Regions from separate parts of the Mus musculus genome. Here region 2 is linked to region 1. A link is a contact called in public Hi-C data. All regions are on one chromosome and are shown on one strand. The core of a region is the stretch at or near the end of the contact, and the rest is flanking DNA. Distances in the headings are between cores, read along the strand shown.

Evidence for each region. Hi-C and Micro-C count contacts between places; a contact is called where the count stands out from the background.
Region 2: a contact with region 1 is called in a Hi-C map of liver, with 4 times the contacts expected there. The contact joins two enhancer-like sites. A contact is called at or near these places in 4 of 484 Hi-C or Micro-C datasets (the AML12 cell line, the N1E-115 cell line, cerebral cortex and 1 more).

Annotation. Positions count from the first base shown.
Region 1 is chr13:36,576,813-36,580,025 of GRCm38.p6, forward strand. No RefSeq gene overlaps it. Among named protein-coding and RNA genes, the nearest start is that of Gm46409, 34 kb to the right of the region's middle. Within about 2 kb of position 1,354, at least 187 of the 459 cell types and tissues checked have an H3K27ac peak or open chromatin away from gene starts, as enhancers often do. A contact at or near this core is called in the N1E-115 cell line and liver, where this site is marked.
Region 2 is chr13:36,679,514-36,682,851 of GRCm38.p6, forward strand. No RefSeq gene overlaps it. Among named protein-coding and RNA genes, the nearest start is that of Gm26395, 27 kb to the left of the region's middle. Within about 2 kb of position 1,353, at least 4 of the 459 cell types and tissues checked have an H3K27ac peak or open chromatin away from gene starts, as enhancers often do. A contact at or near this core is called in the N1E-115 cell line and liver, where this site is marked.

The DNA.
Region 1 (3,213 bases), core at 104-2,603:
TGCAGAGGCTGCTGCTGGACCATCCGATGCCGTTCAAGGAGACAGTCACATTAGTCACTGGGTCCTGGGGTCTCAGCGAGCAGTATATGCAAAGATGAAGAGGGAGAGGGCTTCGTGCTGCACCATCTTTGAGTCATCCCTGGGTGTCAGCACTCCCACCCCACCCCTGAGCATGACTGTGTCATCTGCAGCCATCTGCCCAGCCTCTCAACAGTGGTGCCAGCTGTAGTAGCTAAGAGGACCTCCCCCAAAAGAGGATGCTACTGAGGCTGAAGAGGAGGGGCCTTTAACCATTTTAGCCCCTCCCCTACTGTTTTATAAGTAAAGAAACTAGGCCACAGCTGAGATGACTGGCCCAAGGTCACCCCAGTAAAAATAGGGGAGCTGGGACCAGAATGAAGGGCTCCTAATACCCAAAGGTACTGGGACCGCATCAAGGAATGCTCCTTCTCTTTCATCTTGTCTCTGCTTCATCTTGTCCTCTAGACTCTTCTCGCCATTCTAGCCCTGTGTGGCCCAGCCTCAAGGACACCCCTGCCCCACTCCCGTGCAAGCTGCATCTTCCTGCTTGGTTCTAAAGGTCTTGCTGACTTCTGGTTATATGGTACTGGCCTAAACAATGCTCCCTGAATGGTTGCAAGCAGAGTGTGGAAGCCACATCTGGGGTGGGGGTGGGGAGGTGGTGGAAGCTGCATCTGGGGTGTGAGTGTGGGCATAGGGGGGCACGGAGCAAGAACTGGCTGTAGCCAGGATGTATGCTGACCAAGGCTGAGGACACTCATTTCCTTCCCAAGAGACTGAGTTTGACTTTCAGAGCCCAGAGCAATGCCCTGGGATGAGAGGCATCCCCAGACCCCTCCCTGGGCAATGGCTACTTTAACAAGCCCACACTGCCTTGGCCTTTGTACTTCCAGCCTCGTCCTCACTGCTGTCAAGTCTCCTCTTTTACTTTGATCCTCTCAACAGACTGTCATTCCCTTTTTAAGAGATGTCACCATAGTTGGCATCACTTGAGTCCTCTACCAAGCACACTCGCTTATTTCTCTGTCTCTTGGTCCTCCCAGGGGTCACTTTGGGCAGAATTGTGTCCAGGACCTGTCATCTCTGGTTCTGAAAGCTTGGCTGGCTGGAATCTGACCACCTGAGCCAGAAACCTGGTGCAAAGAGGAGGATGGGAGGCACCGGTAATGGTTTAAAGGCCAACCTGCAGTTAAGTAGGGTTTGGGGAGTGGGTAAACAAACGGCAGCTTGGTTATGTCACAGTCAGGTTATGCTCTGACATAGGGGTGCCTGGGAAACCTGGTCTGAAGGCCTACACGGCTGAACTGAGAACTGAGGACTGCAGAGCCCAGTCCTTCCGAGAGCATTCTCTAGAGTGTGATCCATGGGACACTGGGTCTATGATACACTCTGGCAATAAACGGTTCAGAGATCAGCCAAGTTTGGCACTCACAGCTCCCTGCAAATCTGTGCGTCCCTCTTGCCAGTCTGTCCCAGTACCCTTGGCTCTGACCCATCAGGCAGTAAGAAACATGAACAACAACCACTCTATGTCTGCTGACCTTAAAGCCTGGCAGATACCTGGGCCTTGTCAGGCCAAGAAGGCTCTGTAGAGGTGTCTCCTTATGTCCCCAAGATCAGGGCTCAGGGACTCCCGGTTTTGCTTTGGATTTTGTCTCCTCTTATTTGAATTTCTGGAGAGAAAACAAACAAACCAAACCAAACAAACAAAAAAATACCTTCAAAACCAAAAACTAACTAGTTAGAGCCCAGAGAAGAGCTGGCCAATGAAAGGCAGAGTTGGAGCATTACAGCATCAGCGAGACCGCCCATTGGCCGGCCTGCCCTGAGGAGATGCGGCTTCCCGCCCCTCCACGCGGTGCGGAGTCCGTGCGGGCAGCTCTGTGTGCGCGCCCCAAGATGCCCGGCGCGCGCCCCTGGCCTCCAGCCGGGAGCTCTGGGTATTTGCGCGCGGCCCAGCGAGCCTTAGACAGCCGCAGGATGGCAGCGGAGTCCGCGCTCACCAGTGGAGGCTGCGGGGACGCGTGGCGCTGGGCTTCTCTGCATTGGGGAGGCGGCCTGCAGAGCCCAGGACTTCCAAGGACTGCAGAGCGGCAGGACTTGGTCCCTGCGCCCATCGTTGTGTTGTGGCTGGGTGCGTTTCCTGTCCGCTTTTTAGCGTTACTTTAACCACCATCTCTGAATTGTGCTGGGCATATTGTTTCTGGAATGAGGGCTGCATTCCCAGTTCCCTCGTTACTAGATAAGACTAACTTGGCAGCCAAGGGCTTTCTGGCAGATGTCTGCTATAATCCCAGCCTTCCAGAGGCTGAGTCAGGAGGACTGCTGTGGGTTCAAGACCAACAAAATGAGACCTTGTTACCGCCTCCCCCGCCCCCCCTCGCCAAATCACAACAAAAATAAAGTCAGGGAAAACGAGTGTGTGTGTGTGTGTGTGTGTGTGTGTGTGTGTGTCTGTTTGCCACAGGGAACTAGTTATGTTATTGTGGGGCTGGCACTTCTGAAATCTGTGTACTCAGCGAAGGGTTAATGGAACTACTCAGGAGTTGGCAGGCAGGGTTTCCCTGCATTTTTTAATGGTCCCAACTGACTGGACTAGGCCCACTCATTTACCCTGTGGAGGGAGAAACACTACAGAATTATCTTAATTGAACGTGAGGGAAACACCATAGCTGAATCATATTCCCTCTGACCCTCAGGATCCCAGAATGTGACTATTTCAACAAATCTGTCAGGAGACCTAGAGACACACAGCAGCACTGGGGTGTGTGGGGGGTGGGGTGGGGTGGGGTGGGATGGAATGGAATGGAATGGAGGTGGGGTGGTTAGGTGTGTTACATGGGCAGAGTCAGCTAGCTGATGGGAGAGGTCTCTGAGAAACCAACTGGCTCTGCTCTGGCCTCTTGACTTCTAGTCCTCTGCAAAGGAGGAAAATATTTCTGTTGTCTAAGCTGTACTAGCCAGTGGCACTCTGTATGGCCCTAGATACCCAGATACAATACTGACACAAGCTCAGTCATTGCCGTGGTGTTTGTGTCTAGACTGCATGACAGGAGCCGTTTATCCATCTTTGGCAACTGCATAGGTTTTCATGCTATGCCAAAGGGCTTAGGTTTGAGATCTATCCATGCTGGGGGACCATGCAAGCATGTGCATGTGCTTGTGTGTGTGTGTGTGTGTGTGTGTGTGTGT
Region 2 (3,338 bases), core at 103-2,602, 100 kb after region 1:
TGAGTCTGCCCAAGCAGGAAACACTTCAAAGGCTTCACAGACATGTGACATTTTGTCCCAATTCTGTCTTTCTCTTAGTCCTCTCTGAATGGCAGACTTTGGAATCAAATCCCAATTCTGCCACTCAACATTTGAGCATTCTTAATGAGCTTCAGTTTCCCTATCTACAAAAGCAGGAAAGCAATGGGCTCCAGCTCTTTGAGTGGTTGTAAGGATTAAATGATCAGTCCAATAAAAATGTTTGAGCATTGCCTGGCTCATAGAATTCATCGCACATGTTAGCTGTGGTTATTATTCCAGACATTTTTGGACTTGGTCATCTTAGCATAGTTCTGTATTCTACTGAATCTAACAGGGGCAGGGGATGTTTAGCAGGAAGGATGGGCAGGAAACTGATGGAAAGCTGGAGATGAAGGGGATGAATAAAATCTAAAAATGTATGGAAAAAAAGTCAGAAGGAAACATGATGATGGGTAAGCTCATGATGACTGGTAAGCTAATTAGCAAGGAAACAAGGAAAACGGAAACTTAAACGGAATTGCACAGCATGGATAATGCCCTACTTAAATGCCTGCTCTCATAAATAATAGACTGTTAGACGAACATCTCAGTAACAGGCACAGGGTACCTCTTTCTGAGTTAACCACTCTATGAGTTAATCAGAGAGGCCTAATCAAATTGAGTTGCAGACATTAAAGAGAATGAACCATCTCTTTTTGTAGATCTGCAGGTCTACTGATGTAGATTGATCTTCAAACTGTAAGAAATGCAATTAACAAAGGAACTACAAATGCATTTTTGTTTAAATGTACATAGTATGTTTCTTGCTGGAAGCCACATGCATGGTGGTGGGAGGGGCACTAGGTGAGAGGTTGAGAAGCTGAACTTTAACAATGTGGTTTAGCTATTCAGTGTTTGGATACATGAAACATATTCCTTATATGAATAAATAAGTATGTTATTAAGACCACAGAAGAGGGGCTGGAGAGATGGGTCAGTGGTTAAGAGCTCTGGCTGACTGCTTTTGAAGAGGACCCTGGTTTGGTTCCCAGAACCTACATCAGTCAGTTCATGATCTATACTCCAGTTCCAGGGAACTCAATGCCATCTTCTGGCCTTAACAGGCATTTACATGCACATGTTGTACATTGCACATAAAAACTCAACATGTTACATACATACATAAATGCACACACATATGCCTATAAATTAAAACACCAACAATAATAAAAATAAAACTTTAAAACCATAGAAGAAAAAAAATGGACACATCTCAAGGGAATATATGTACTTGCTCAAGTGCACAGACATCTTCTTGTGTCCCTTTCCTGTGATTGCTGTGGGATTGCACTGGCCCACAGTCCAAGTCTGATATCATTCAGTAACTTGCACAACAGGACGTGGTTAGTCAGAAGCATAGGAAAGTAATGAGAAACAAACTGATCAGGAACATAAACATTACTCTTACTCTACACACATGCATCAAAAGATGCCTCACAAGATCTGACATGGCATCCTCCTGGTCCTCATTCTTTATAGCATGTGAAAAATACATGACATTAAACAGGAGTCATGTAGTGATGTTTCTCGCCAGTTTGCCTTTTACTTATTTGGTCTGGCAGGGTTTCCTCATACCAACAGCGGAACCTGGTTATTCATGAAATCAATAAATCGCTCTGCTGGTCACCTAGCACATCACCGATCCCGCAGGTGAGAAGCAGTCCCCACTGAAAATTAACGTCAACATCAGGGCGCATCTGATTTTTTTATTTGGGACTTTTCTGTAAAATCACTTCTTTTCAACCTTTCCAATTCAGTCCATCCTAATAACATATAATATGTCACTTCTGATGGCTGGTCACAGGTTCTGCTAATTTGACCTGCTTCTGCTGGTTAGAATGCCTGCTTGTTTCCATCAGTGCTTCCTAATGTACAGATGGAATTTAGTTCATGCCATGCAGCCATTATTTAATCACATTGTCCCAAACATACCCGGTACACTTGATAACAATCTAGCCAGCTGTTTTTATTTGATAGGTTGGTAGAAAAACATGTAAACTTCATCTTTGTTTAAATGTCTTCTGTTTACCTTGCAGTGCATTATTTATGACAAAGATCTATAACCCTTTCTCTTTCCTGGCCATTTGGAAATGAAACAACAAAATCATATAAATAACCCCATTTTGCCTACTTTAATACCATAATGAGTAGTTAAACTCCAAATGTCTGTGATTACACAATCCATTTGAAACCACACAGCAGGCGGGCTTCTTTGTAGTTTGTTAATCAAGACTTATGTAATTCATTTAAAGAAGAAATCACAGGTTAATTATTAAATGGAAAAGACAATCATTTTAAGATTGTAGCTAACAGCACATGGCACAGTTTGGTTATCTATAAAGATATTTCTTTACTCTCAGTTACTTTGCCTGTAATTTGATTTTTTTTAAGTGTCAAAAATTGTGCTAAAATTTCTAAAGGATGTTCTTCGAGATTTTACATTCCTTCTCAAACAGTTTTGAGAAGGAAAAGCACTCGTGCCAGGCTATCCCAAAGGATACAGGAACATGACTCGACTAGAGGCAATCTGGGACATCTGCATGGTGAAGGTCACCCACCTCATCTTCCTCCACTCTCTGCCTCATAACCCACAGAACATACAGTGGTCCCTTGTGAAACTATAGAGTGTGTTTAGTGCCCTTCTGAATTTGATTTTTCATAATTGCTGACCATTTAGTAATGACATGACAAGTATTATTAAGCACAGGTAGGTCCTAAGACACTTGATGTGTGAGCAAATAACAATTGTCATTGATACTACTTGGAAAACAACAAAAACAAAAAACCAACTCTTGCTGCTAATAAGAAAACAAGCCAGTTCTCATCCAGAAGGGTCATCAGACTCTGTGACCAAAATGGAGTCAGCTGGAATGTCTACTTGAGGGCAGAGCTGATGCCATAGAAATGAGACAAAGATGGATGTCATCAACCCCGAGCTTCCCAATGAAGTGTCCCATTCCCTGAGGATCCTCAGGCACACCCATGTCTGAACTTACTGTGAACCTTCCCCTCCAGCATCCCTCTTTCCAGCACATTGTCCAAGATATTCGTGTTCTGCTCTAATGTGCCCTTTTTTACACCATCGTTTCCATTGTAATTTAATGCTCAGCCTTGAAGTGTTGACAAGTGGTGGAGCCTTTAAGAGACCATTGGTCATGAGGGTTTCATTCTCATGAGTATATCGATGACATTCTCTAGAGACTGGATTAGGGAGTGAGCTGCACCTTGAGGGGTTGGATTAGTCTGCCTGGAGGCAGGTTGCTGTAAAGAATGGTGCT